Regions from separate parts of the Xenopus tropicalis genome. Here region 2 is linked to region 1. The links are chromatin contacts, called in public Hi-C maps. All regions are on one chromosome and are shown on one strand. The core of a region is the stretch at or near the end of the contact, and the rest is flanking DNA. Distances in the headings are between cores, read along the strand shown. Region 1 holds the start of zfyve1l (zinc finger FYVE domain-containing protein 1). Region 2 has its middle 73 kb from the start of dpf1.

Region 1 (7,631 bases), core at 4,406-6,905:
GTTCTCCCTGTACACTCTTTCTCTAGGAGACCTTATTTCTTCTTTTAGTCTTAAATATCACTTATATGCAGATGACATCCAGATATATTTAGACACCCCTGCACTAACCACTGATGTTCAAACCCAGATTGGTAACTGCCTCCTGGCTATCTCCTCCTGGATGAACCGACGCCACCTCAAACTTAACCTAGCTAAAACAGAGCTCATGGTCTTCCCGCCCAAACCTGGCCCTTCTCTTCCTTTCACCATTACTATTGACGGCATGTCCATTAACCCTGTAAATTCTGCACGCTGCCTTGGGGTCATCTTTGACCAGTCCCTCTCCTTCTCTAACCATATTAATAACACTGCCAAAACCTGACACTTTTTCCTCCGCAATATTGCGAAGATACGCCCCTTACTTTCACAAGTAACAGCTAAAACACTAATCCATGCCCTTATCCTTTCCCGCTTAGATTACTGCAATCTCCTACTAACCGGCCTCCCAGACTCCCACCTCTCTCCCCTGCAAACAATCTTAAACTCTGCTGCCAGGATCCTCCTGCTCTCTCCTAAGAGGTAACCTGCTCAGCCTCACTTAAGCGCTCTAGCATGGCTGCATGTTAAGCAAAGGATAGCTTACAAAATTCTTCTGATGACATTCAAAGCCCTTCACTCCTCTGCTCCTCACTACATTTCTTCACTGGTTTCTCTGCACGTTCCTGGTCGTCTCCTCCGCTCCTCTCAGAGCCTCCGTCTTTTTCCACCATCCACAACAACTGTGCCTTCTCGTCTTAAACCTTTCTATATCGCTGCTCCTTACCTATGGAACTCTATCCGTGAATCTCTCCATAGGGAACACTCACCCACTCTCTTTAAGATTAAACTTGGATGCTACCTTCTCGAGCACTAAAACATTATTTTGCCCAGTCCTGTGCTTAAGGGCAAATGCCCATACCTGGTGCACTCTTACCTTCCAATTTCTGCTGGTATGTTACCCAACCACTCAGATTGTAAGCTCTACAGGGCAGGGACCTCCTTCCTACTGTGTCTCTTACCACATGGCACTTATTCCCTGTGTATTTATACTTATTTATTGTAACACTTGTCCTCCCTGTGTGTAATTCTGTATATTGTAAGATTGTACAGCGCTGCGTACCCTTGTGGTGCTTTATAAATAAAGTTATGCATACATACATACAAATGTGAAATGAGCAAAGTGAAAATCAGAAATAAAGTTGTCTACAATGCAACAGAATGGATTATAAAATCCAAAACTGCATCTATGGATGCAGTTACATTTCGAGGGGATAGATGACTTAAAGTAACAGTAATACCAAAAAAATTAAATAGCTTAACATTACATAATATTGTAATTACTTTTATTACTTTTCGTTTTTTGATGTTACTGTTCCTTTAAATGAGCAGTTCTGGGTTGCGTAACTGGGACAGAAGGATTGGAAATTACACATTTCAATTTGTCATACTGGCCTTAGTTGATAATTTATCAACTATCCCCAGTTTTGGACTGGGGTGTCTGGGCACCACCATGGTTGCCACCTCATGCCCCCCCCCCCCCCCAGTGGCGAATTCCTCAAAGCTGCTGCCAGCCTCAAACCCCCCCCCCCCCCCCCCCTGTATGTGCTGTATGGGGAAGAAGGGGTCGTGGAGTACCCAAAGTTCTGGGTAGCTGGGAGCATGTCTGGGTTGGTGAGGCCCACCAGGTTTTTTTCCCACCAGCAAAGTCCGATTATGGCTATCCTCTGTTTTAGTAATGAATGCAAAATTGCTCAAATCCATTTTTATTACTTTTAATTTTTGAAAAACATAACAAATAAGAGAAAAAAAGAATGATATTGTTTACATTAGTAACAACAGGACGGACGTGAGTGAAATAGCAGCACAATGCACTATTCTACTTAGAAGGAACAGAAAATCTTTTAATAGAATTCTTTTCATTCACTGGTAAGAATTCTAATAGCCCTTTGTTTATTAATTGCTGAATTTGAATGGGAAAGCTTCTCTTTCACATATGTATTTAATGTAATCTACAGCAATGTGTAATGATGGTGCTTTTTCATATATCCATTTAAATAAGATCTATATATTCTGAACATTGACTTAACCAACCAATAATGTAGACACTAATAATTGCCCTATTATAGAATCTTATGAAATTAACATATACGTATCAATAAATATTGTCCTTTAGTCAGCATTTTGTAAGCTCTGTGTATTCCATAACTGAATAATACAGCTTTAACTGTAAGATAAAGACATGAAAACAAAAGACACAGCTCTGTCCATTCATTGGCTGATGTAATCTAGTATGTACAGTTGCAAGAAAAAGTATGTGAACCCTTTGGAATTATATGGATTTCTGCAAAAATTGGTCATAAAATGTGATCTGATCTTCATCTAAAGCTGGCCATACACGCACCGATAATATCGTACGAAACCTTGTTTTGTACGATATTCGGTGCGTGTATGGCAAGTCGGCGAGTCGACCGATATCAGCAGCCTCCAATCAGGTGGGTTAAAAGATTTTGATCGGGTGCCATAGAAGGCGCCTGAGCAAAATCTGCCTTCAGGGCTGAATCGGCAGAAGGAGGAAGAAATCCTATTGTTTCTACCTTCTTATCCATTGAAATCTTATCCAATGAAATCCATTCTTGTTTAGTGTTTTACATATCGTAGATTCGCTAACAGGGATGTTAGCAGATGACAGACACTTTTGTAAGTCTTTAGCTGACACTCTAGGATTCTTCTTCGCCTCACTGAGCATTCTGCGCTGTGCTCTTGCAGTTATCTTTACAGGACGGCCACTCCTAGGGAGAGTAGCAGCAGTGCTGAACTTTCTCCATTTATAGACAATTTGTCTTACCATGGACTGATGAACAGCAAGGCTTTTGGAGATACTTTTATAACCCTTTCCAGCTTTATGCTAGTCAACAATTCTTAATCGTAGGTCTTCTGAGAGCTCTTTTGTGCGAGGCATCATTCACATCAGGCAATGCTTCTAGGGAAAAGCAAACCCAAAACTGGTGTGTGTTTTTTATAGGGCAGGGCAGCTGTAACCAACACCTCCAATCTCATCTCATTGATTGGACTCCAGTTGGCTGACACCTCACTCCAATTAGCTCTTGGAGATGTCATTAGTCTAGGGGTTCACATACTTTTTCCACCTGCACTGTGAATGTTTACATGGTGTGTTCAATAAAAACATGGAAATGATTTGTGTGGTATTAGTTTAAGCACACTGTGATTGTCTTAGACTTAGATGAAGATCAGATCACATATTATGACCAATTTGTGCAGAAATCCATATAATTCCAAAGGGTTCACATACTTTTTCTTGCAACTGTATGTGTGAAATTGGTTTCTGTGTGTGCCCAGTGCCTAAGAGACAGAGGGACAGACTTAGCTCTTAAAATGGGAGTGTTTTAATACAGGATCATTCTATGAGACATACTATTGTAAAATATATTATTTATGAAAGGCTCTATTTATATGAAACACTGTTTTACATATTTTAATAGAAACATGCAATATTCAGGGTTGTAGTCTTCCTTTAACAAAGATTACTTTAGGCTAATGCCACACTTAGGGGCTAATTTACTAAGACACGAATTCGAATCCGAATTGGAAAAATTCCGATTGGAAAACAAACATTTTGCGACTTTTTCGTATTTTTTGCGATTTTTTCGTCGCCATTGCGACTTTTCATAAATTGTCGCGACTTTTTCGTAACCATTACGACTTGCGCGAAAAGTCGCAACTTTTTCGTGCCCGTTCCAATTTGCTCGTATCTTGTTGCGACTTTTTCGTATTGAGCGCTCGTAAGCGGCGGGCGAAACTTTCAAACTTAGCATGATTTTGGAAGCCTCCCATAGGACTCAATGGCACTCTGCAGTTCCAACCTGGCCCAAGAAAAGTCACCATACTGAAGCTTGAATGAATCCGAAACTTTCGTACTCGGCACGAAAGCTGCGAAAAAGTCGCGAGTTTTCGCGCAAGTCGTAGCGCTATGAAAAAGTTGCGACATTTTGCGAAACATTCGTAATGGCTACGAAAAAGTTGCGAAAATGTCCGAAAAAATCGCAAAATACCAACCATTACGAAAAAAAACGCTTTCGGACGCATTCGGACAGTTCGTGCATTAGTAAATGTGCCCCTTAGTGTATGGCGTATATTTTCGGCAAGCCGAAAACAGCTTGCTGAAAATATGTGCCATACACTCCTACCTGTGCCTGCACCCGAATGAATGGAATAAGCTCGGGTGCACATGTAGCCAAAATACGCATAGAAACGAGAGACTTTGCATTCTCTTGCGTTTTTAGGCGGATTTCAGATACATGTGCCTGCACCCGAGCATATTCCATTCATTCGGGTGCGGGCACAGGTAGGAGCATATTGTGCGTATGGTGCATATTTTCAGCAAGCGTTTTTTGGCTTTCCGAAAATATACGCCATACGCATGGTGTGGCAGTAGCCTTACTAGCTCCAACCAAGAGGATCCCATTAAAATGGAGAAACATTTTGGAGGTATATGTTCCTTTGATAAAACATCCGTCAAAGAAAGCTATTTTTTCTCTCAATATCTCAGTATGTTTTTTAACCAAATTGGATCCGAGACCAGAAAATGTGCATTTTAGACAAATCTAAAGTGCTACATATTCAGTAAAAGAAAGATTCATGAGGTTCTATATTTAAGGAAACGTCAACCCCCAAAAATATTTTTTTGCCTAATAAAAGAAAACATAATTCTAAGCAACTTTCCAATTTGAATTTATTACAAATCTTTAGTGCTTTACAGGCATTTACAGTCATTTGCTTGTGTGTGAATAGTTAAATATATGCTTTATTCATATTTTTCATTCATTTATATCCTGTATATATAAAAACATTTTCTTTGATGTAACAGTACTGTTTTGTTGCAGTGTTTGCTACCATCTAAATATGTTTGATCATCTCTCAAAAGAGACAGGAGAAATGACAGGAATATCTAAACAGACATACAAGACCAGGGGTTACTGGCTAATTAAGACAATTACACTGGCTAACTATACAACTTTGCTTTTCAAAGGTGGTAAGCTCCATATTGAGACAGTGTACTGTGTGTGTGCTTGCCAAAATACAAACTGTTATGTGCCACCCCCTCTGAGACAGCCAGAATTGCTTTAAGGGTCCTGGTAAGCATCATCTACATACCCTAATAACTCCAGTACAAAGCCAAAGTTATACAAAACATTGGGGTCTTTATCAAAAATGGAAAGGTGCTGTAATGCAAAGGACAATTTATTTGTGTCTGTGCCAGGGCTGCCCAACATCATGGTGTAACACAGTAGAAGGCAAAATGTACCCAGATTTGTAGCCAGTCAAAAGCAACAACAAAGTAGCAACAAATATGCCTGAGTGGCCTTGGCCTGTCTGCCTGGTAGAATAATAGTGCAGATTCAGCACATGAACATTTCTCTCTTTGTTATTTCAACTGTATATGTTGTAGTGGCCAGCAGTATAGGAAATTCAATACCAATTACAATTACAAATGCTTTTACATTTTTTGAAATTTGCCTTTAATATCCAGAATGTTATATTTGGGTTTGCTACCCCTTTAAGGGGTGAGTGTGTTACACAGTTAGGCCACTAGATGTCACTACAGTTTCAGTCAGTTTTTCTTTTCATAAACAGCGAAACTGAAAGTACAGAGAATATTTATTGTTGTGGTGTGGGTGCCCTGGCTGTCAGGCTATGTCTGCTCAGCTGCACAGTGACCCCCTTACCTTGGGGAGCCTGCCGAATCGGGAAGAGGAGGGCAGCTTCCTGTTACTGGATGAAGATGAAAACCTTAAGGTAGTGGCAGTGGGAGGGAGAAATGGCAACCAGGAAGTGAACTTGGACACATGCAGTGCTTCAGCTTTCATTGTTTACAGGCAGTATGCGCACTGTATAATCTGTATATAAATGAGTATGCCAATATGCCATATACAGTTTGGAAGCGATAGCTACGTGTTCCCATGAATATGTCTGCACATACTGAGAGACTTGTTTGTGTACATGATGTGCACTGTGCCAGAGATCAGTGTAATGTGTAGTTTTCATATTTGTGTATATATCTCTGGTTGTGTGATGTAGTGTACCTGAGGTTTTTTGGGATTTTTTTGCTGTCTGTTTTGTGGCCCATCAGGGTGTATAATCCATATACTTACAATGCAGCAATAGACGTGAATATTTTATGTGTATATTCAATTAAACAGTGCTATTCCTATTTAGGAAATCACTTTTGACTGTAAAGGTTCTATTTTCCTGTCACACCATTTGTTAGAAGTGTGTGTGTGAGGGCAATAATACAGTGTTTGTGCGTTACAAGCTAGAGAGGTGGGCAGCACTAACTGGGGGGAGAGATAGGGTGATGGGCACATGGGGAGATTAGTCACCTGCAGTTAAATCTCTACTATCACGGGCGAATAGTCTCCCCGAAATGCCTCCCCACCAGCAATAAAGTGACTCGCCGGGGGTTAGGCATGCACTTTGTTTTTTTATTTTTAAGTTGCGTGAAGTTTGAACTTTAAAAAATTAAGCTGCTCTTATCGTATCCACCAGCTATTCACTTTAAAGTACTATCTCCAGTAATAACTTAATTTGTCAAACAGGATCCAAAGAGCTTCCATTTTGGCCTGCTCACCTACAGAACATTTCAATACACGTAATAGAATTTACCAATAGCCAACAGTAATAATACTCTGCCTATTAGGCAATACACTGGTGCATTATGGGCAGTACTTAAATAAGTGAAGCATATGTTGATAAATGAACTTGGGTATGCAGAGCTCTCTTGTCTAGTTAGTGCCAGTTATATCTGTTTGACATTGTTTACAATTTATCGTTATTGTATAGTGTGAAGGTCATCTTTAGGCACAGGCAGATGTTCTGTGGCAGTTTAAATGTTATAAAAAGATGTGCACAATATATTCGATTTACCTGGTACTTCATTCCTGATCATGTTCCAGAGCCACCATATATGCACAGAAATATATGTGGATAGTGTGGTACAGGATGTACTAAGCATGAATGTTTATTACATTTAGTTGCCAAAAGTTGCAACTATTTGGAGAGAACCTTCCCTTTGAAAATTGCTTCAAAGTAATAGCCTTCTTTAGGAACAAGCACACTTGAGCAGGAGCTCAGATACTGCAGGCATTTATTACAGTGATTTGAACAGCACTGTTTGTACTGTACGAACTGACTTCAGTATATGTTACATTTGCAGTTGCTGCCACTTAAATGCTCCTAGAGCTGCAACAGCATAGAGCCCCACTTGCAACATTTTTGGCACAGACTTTGTGGCAACTATGAATCCCCTTGCATTACCATGTACATACAGTATTCTCAGCTAAATTCCCTAGGAGCTAGAAGGATGTGCAAACTGGATCTTCTTGTGGGTTAAGGTTTTGTAAGACTGGTCCTGGCTGCAAGTATAGATGTCATCATCTCTTTATATCTCTCTTTTTCTTACTGTTGTCATACTCGGCATCAAAAATTTGTCACAAATATACCACAGAGTAGGCCCAACTGGTAAATTGCTGCATGGAAGTAGCATAGATGAATACATGTGGGAACAAGCACTCTTTGTATGGCATTTTAGTTGGTGC
Region 2 (7,077 bases), core at 1,215-3,714, 92 kb before region 1:
TTTCTCACTTTTAATTAAATAAGTAGCTTTTGGCAGAGAGTCCAGAAAGGTAATAAGTCCCCCTGCACTGAGATACAATTGTAACTAATAAGCTAAACAGGTCTCTTAGGGGAACTGAGACTTGGAGCTTAAAGGGCAATTTCACCTTTTTCAGCAAAACTGTAATAGCACATAAAACAGGACCCCAAAACCCCCAGAAATGTGTTCAAACCAAATTTAGTCAAACGGGATTTTTAAGCAAATTGAAAAATGTTTTAAAGCAGATTTGTTTAGTGATGATAATTGTGCTAAGATTGCATAGCCTCGTGCCTTGGGGCCTTCGGATACACATCCCCAGGATTGCATTAGTCTTAATATTCAGGATCTCTAATTAGTTCCAGTGTCCGTTAGCATGACTGTCAGTCTGTTCTAGTTTCATTATGACCAATCTATGCAGATATATACAGTGCTGGTTGCATGACAAGGTTTGTGGCAGTTCCGAGGCACACCGCTGTTTGTTCCTGATAGCCTCGGCATGCATGGCCATAGCTGTTGGTCCAGGACAGCAAACATAATTATGATTTTGCAACAAGGCTCAGTATGCAGAGCTTGAAACTGTGCTGCTTCAGCATGCTGCTGCTCTGCTATTTGACAGATATCTGCTGGCATGTATGGCTACTTGCCTCTGCCATTGTTTGCATATTATAGAGTGTATTTATGGATCTTTATCCAATGAATTTATTCTTTTTGTTGTTATATTAATATAATGGTAACATGTTATGCTGCACTGTTCAAATATTTTTGATTCATATCAGTCCTTGGGTTTGGGCCCAAAGCTACTGGAAGCAAAGAAGCAAAATTCCAATGTGGATCCTAATGCAAAACTGTTTTAGGGTTCCTTTTTTGTCCTCTCTCTTGTGACCACTATAAAAAGCTATTTAGTTCTTTGTGCTATTGCTGCTCCCCAAAGCCATCTCCCACCTCTAAGTGACTTCTGTCATTTGCAGCCTATGCGAGCAGAATGAAGGGGTCTCACAAGAATGATGTTTCTGATATGTAGGTCCATGTATGAATGTAGATTTGTGTACCAAGCCCTAGCTAGTCATAATCTTCTCTATGTAGTGCCCTCTCCAGAGTAACTTCTGTAGTTCAAGTAGCACAAGAGGTTACTGCCTGGGTTACTGTTCTGGGAGATATTTGTCCTTCCCCATGCTCAGTGGGGTAAATGCCTTTTCTTTATCTTCATCTAAATACATTCAGTTCCCAGTGTGTCTGGCACTGCCTGTGTGGCTTAATAACTGATAAGCTAAAACTGCAGCAAACTGATTTTAAGGTCTTCAGACTCTAAATTAGCAGCAAATATAAAACCATATATTACATTTCATGCCATGTATCTACACTGGTACTTGTCATGCACTTCTTATATCTGACCTCATGGTGGCACTATAGACCTCCCCTTTAGATCCTTCACCTTAAATGACTCCTGTAATTCATCCCCTGCCTATGGGGAACTGACTCATCTTTGCTGCAAGACCTTAACCCTTTTGGTTCCAGAGTAAAACCAAATCTGCCAGATCTACCAGGCGATATATTTTTCCTGTATCCCCCCTCTTATTCTTATTCTGCTTTTCTCTTAATAACAATCTTATTATATCTGTTTAATTTTGCAATACATTTGGCTAAATCTAAGTGCACTTGATGAAATGGCAGATTATATATTTGGTATGTGCATTCTGTGCAGAAAATTATCAATTTTAAACCTCTTAACCGCCAGAATGAATGTGTAAGCAGTGTGGGGCAGAGACTGTAGGCAGTTATGTGTAAGAATGCCATAGACAGTGATTAGTAAAACATTCCATTTTAGAAAAACCAGGGGGAAAATTGTCCTGAATTCAATGTTTCATAAATTAATTATTTTAATGTTTGCAAAAAAATATTTTTAACAAATTAGCATAAAGCTAGTTGGGCTACAGCAGAAACTGCTAAAGCCATTGACATATTCTGGTAAGGTTTCCACACACCCTAGCATTCATAGCCCAGTCCTCCGGGATTGACCACTGCCTTCCGAACATTCACTTTCCAGTTGCATTGTATTCTTTATGATGCCTAGAGAGAAAGAGGGGGTGTTGCATAGAACCACTGAGATGTGCTATTGGGCCAGTTCCACGCCTTATTTCAGAGATGGGATTGCCTTGCACTTAGATACACACGGCACTGTACAGAGTGGACAGATATCCATACTTACATTTACACATACACTATGAAAACTGGGATTTAGGGTGCCTACATACCTAGGTTATCATGTGAAAAGCACACTGCGAGATTCCCCCAATGCCATGATATCTGTGGTTTTTACCAGCCCACACATGCTACCTCAAAAATGCCCTCAAACAATAACGCCTTACAAGAGCCAGTATAGGCACCATCAAGCAATACTCAATGTGGGCAATAGAGGGAAGTAACTGGGCTTTTGATGCCTTTTGTTTGGCCAAGTAAAAATATGGTGGATCAAGTGCCTAAAATCTCACAGTGGGTTTTACAGATAACAGTCTTAAGCTTACAGATAAGGATGAGTTAATTATACAGATGATATGGACGTGGGTGTAGTGTTTTGTAAAATATATATCAAAACCTAAACCTTGAAACAATAGGCAGAATGCAATATCTTTCTCTCCTATTAATAACACTGGCATGAGGGGTGATTTCCAGTGGGTAGGTGGCAAAGCTATGAGAGTGGCAGCCAGTTAGGGAGGCAACACAGTGAGTAGGCAGTTTTGTACTGTTTGACCTTGAAGAAAAAATACATAAGGGAGCAATTTACTAAGATGTTGGTAGCGCAAGGCATTAAAATGATGCTGACTATTGACTGACTAATTGATATCGACTGAAAAGGGTCTAAAGACAAATGTTCTAAGCACAGAAATAAATATTTTGTACTGAAAATTAATTTTAACCCCAAAAGATACATGAGCTCTGTTCTTCTAAATATATCCTAAATAGGAGAATAGTAGCCCCCTAAAAACCCCAACCGCAGATAACACATTAGGGGTAAGCAGGGCTTGGAGGAGTGCTATAACTATTCACTAGTCAGTATTTATACTATTTTAGGCTGATGCCACACGTGGCGTTTTTACGCTGCGTTTTTTCTCAGCCTAAAAACGCCGCATAAGCCACACATGGCGTTTTTCAGCCTAGAACTGGTGACGTAAGCAAATCCCGTTGCCATGGTGCTAATAGTGTGAAATAGCAAAAAACGCAGCGTATTTCCGCTAGGTCTGGCAGCTGCCTTTGCGTATACATAGGAATAGCTTGCTTTGCAAGTACAGTCGTATTTCAGCCTACGCTTAGAGAGAATTAGAAAATACGCAGCGTAAAAACGCCACGTGTGGCATCAGCCTTAAATAAGATTCGTTGGGGCCGATTCACTAAAGGTCGTTAACGCTTAACGCATAGTTTTATGCGTTAAAAAGTGTTCATTAATTAACGATTCATCAAAGTAATTTTGCATGCATTACTACTCGTATCGCAAAGCGTTATGTCCATTACATTGCGATATTTATCTAATAGAAATTATACTAATACATAATTCACAGAAATATTTTAAGTGTTAAAGGCATAAAATGTGGCGATAATTACTGTGAAACACCTCCCAGGAGTAGGCGTTACTAAACAACACTGCAGCTGGTGATTGTCTGTGGTGCATGGTTTAAAATATTGCTTAAAAATATGTCATTGCAACATAAATAACGACAATAACATCGCTTCTTAATTCAGACAAGTGTCTTTTTTGTGAATCGATCGTTAATTCTCCAAATATAAGAAGTGATAATATTTTTAATGCATGCTATATATAACACTTGTTTTTTTGGCCTTTAGTGAATGGGCCCCTTTGTGTACTTTACAGTGCTTTATCCAAAGGACACTTTAGTGAAATTCCCATTGTCTCTACCAAATGCTGTGAGCTCCCTTCTGATTATTTTTGCGACTCTGCTGAGTACATGGCAGCCACCAGTTCAGCGGGTGTCACACAAGCCGGCTGCTGTGCTCCTCCTGATCTTCCCCTGTTGGATTAGTAGTGCTTTCTCTTTCTTCTTTCTCCGCCCACAAGTTCTGAATTTAACATTACCCCGGTTGCCTATGGTAACCATGCCAAGAAGAAGCTTATAAAATTGTTACTGTGCATTTTATCCTTTTCTGATTTATCTGTACATTTTACCCACTGTCACTAAGTGGCTGAAAGGCTGGCTGGCAACACCTTGGCAATATCTGCCACTTGCTCTGGCCCCTGAGCTTCTTAGCTCAGCACTGCTTGCTCCTTTGCTCTCCTCACTTCCTGTTCCACTGGGACAGTGTGGAAATGTTTTTTTGTACAGGGTCCTCTTTCATATCAGAATCATTTGTATTTAAGCACACTTACCTTTTTACTGTCTGAGCTTTGCCAATATGAATATGATGGGCTAACACTGCCTGAAGACAAAAGGTGTGATGAGGTTAATTCAGATTAATTACCATCATGCTTAACATGTTTAAATTAGCAAATCATTAGTCTCTAACCATGTGTGAACAGTGCTGTCTGGCACCAAGCTCACCCTTCTCACTGTCCTGCAGCCCACCTGCCATTCACACTGGGATAAACACAGACCCTGGCTAAACCAACATGACCAAAGCTTTTCTTACACAGGGAAGAAATCATTTTTCATTATGTTATAGAATGCCCTATTCCTAGCAAATTTGCAATTTGTTTTCATTATTTATTTATTTATGACCGGTTTTTAATTATTTGCCAAAAACTATTGCTCTGTAAGGCTACAGTTCTATTATTATTGTTAATTTTTATTACTTATCTTGCTTTATCTAGTTATCTAGTTATCTAGATTACTTATCTATGCAGGCCCTCTACTATTCATATTCCCATCTCTTGTTTAAACCACTGCCTGGTTGTTAGGGTAAATAAGACCCTAGCAACTAAATAGCTGCTAAAATACAAACAATAAAAAATGATGACCAATTGCAAATTGTTTTAGAATATCAATGTCTACATCATTAAGGTGAACTAGCCCTTTAAGGGGGGTCCATGAAAGAAATCAGTTCTTGAAGAGAAGATCAAAGGAAATAAAACAAAATATTTTCTGAGACAGGGCAACCCATAGCTGCCCACATCAGTACTTTTTGAAGCTACTAGTGGATCACATGACAGTTTAATGGGCATTAGGATTTTTGGAAGGGAAAGGTATAAAAAAGAAAAAAAAAAAATTTAATAGGAATCCCAGATGTGACAAAGCATATTCTTTTATTTGAGTACAATATATGTCAGATAATACTTTGTAGCAAATTTATTTTGTACTGAATAGAACCATTTTTTCTTACAATAACATTGGGTCTGCACAGTGTGCGCACATTTCTTTCAGTCCTTGTCTGGTAAATGGACCCATAGGTTGATCAAAATGAAGGTTTAGGGAGACAGTCTCCCCCAAAGGGACTGACTATTATACATATAATCATAAGCTCTACCATGGAAAGCCATCTGTTGGTAGCCTCCACTGAATTATGTGCCCAGTATGCACTGGTAATGCCCTCGGCCTCTTAACCGTTCTCTTAGGGCTGTTACACACGGGGAGATTAGTTGCCGTGCGACAAATCTTCGTTGTCGCGGGCAACTAATCTCCCCGAAATGCCATCCCACCGGCTAGAATGTAGATCGCTGGTGGGATGGCATACGTGGCGGCGCGATTTGCCGAAGTCGCCAAAGTTTCCTCCCAAGTTTCCTCAACTTCAGCGACTTGGGCAAATCGTGCCGCTGCGTATGCCATCCCACCAGCGATTTACAGTCTAAACGGTGGGATGGCATTGCGGGGAGATTAGTCACACACGACAAGGAAGATTTGTTGTGCGGCGACTAATCTCCCCGTGTGTCATGGCCCTTAGACTGCTTTTCCTATCAGGATTGCCAAAGCTCCTCCTCTTCATTTCACATGGAGTGGAAGCCAGGAAATATGGACACAAATTCCAAGAGGAAAAAAAATGTTAAAACAGTTTGGTGTATTTTTATTTGTCTCAAATGTCTAAATGTGGCCATCCTTGAGCAAATAATTGGATATTCTGCCCTTTGTTTGCAAAATCAGTTTCTCTGCAATTTGATCACATATGCATGATTATATGTAAAAGGAAGTAGAATGGATATGTGGTTCTGGTTGCCACCAGGTCTGCCTGTGGTAACATTGCCTAAAGTGCAACAATGAATGAATAATAGCAAAGAAAAGTTGGTTTACTAAACTGTGATTGGTTCTCTTATTGTGGATTTTTGGTGCACCTATTGCATTCAAGCTGCATAAGCTGTTTCACAAGGTTCACCAAAGCCTAGTGCCACATTACCACCTAACACCATAACCAATGCAAATTTCTATCAACACCCAGAGAGTGGCATTATGTGAAACAGCACCAAAAAGCTGACTAGTAGGTGAGGAGTTCAACATGACCAGTATCTATAAGGGATTAACTGACAGTGATTACTATAAAATGAAAACAATTGATAATTGACATTAATTAGCCATAAACAATTTGGTAAGACATTGATTAATTGGTAATAATTATTTACTTATACAGTTTAAGGATAATTCATATAAACTATTCATTAGTGTTGTCATTTGAAGTTTTGCAAATACACAAAATAACTAAAATTAAAGGGGTAGCTCTCTAACCTTTAAGTTGACTTATAGTGTGTTATAGAATGTCTTATTAACTACTACCACTTTAATGCTGGCATTAGCTTTCATGGTTGGATAAACAACAGCAAAACAAATTAAGCCGATAGCACCTCAGTAAACATGGGCAAGTTTGCATTTTTTTGTGTATTCCTGTTCACCTACATGCTGATGGGAGGCACTGGCTGATGGGATCACATAAGAGGCACCCAATAATAGCTCTAGTAGTCGTTGACAGGTGACCCATGCTGGTTGCCAATCACCTATATGTAAAGCATTCTTGGGAAAGAGGCAACATGTTGATCAACATCCACCTCAAGTATTGCCTATCACAAGCTTTATGAGTGTTTCAGGCGGTGGTACAGTACACCTTCTATGTGTAGTAGTAGTATTTCAG

Evidence for each region. Hi-C and Micro-C count contacts between places; a contact is called where the count stands out from the background.
Region 2: a contact with region 1 is called in a Hi-C map of gastrula embryo, with 2.6 times the contacts expected there. The contact joins the enhancer-like site here to the promoter of zfyve1l in region 1. A contact is called at or near these places in 5 of 5 Hi-C or Micro-C datasets (brain, gastrula embryo, liver and 2 more).

The regions. Positions count from the first base shown.
Region 1 is chr8:77,381,223-77,388,853 of UCB_Xtro_10.0, reverse strand. zfyve1l (zinc finger FYVE domain-containing protein 1) reads left to right here and starts at 5,655. Exons shown (of 11, transcript XM_012969576.3): 1 at 5,655-5,832. The coding sequence starts at 5,731.
Region 2 is chr8:77,470,143-77,477,219 of UCB_Xtro_10.0, reverse strand. No RefSeq gene overlaps it. Among named protein-coding and RNA genes, the nearest start is that of dpf1, 73 kb to the right of the region's middle. Within about 2 kb of position 2,464, at least 1 of the 11 cell types and tissues checked has an H3K27ac peak or open chromatin away from gene starts, as enhancers often do. A contact at or near this core is called in gastrula embryo, where this site is marked.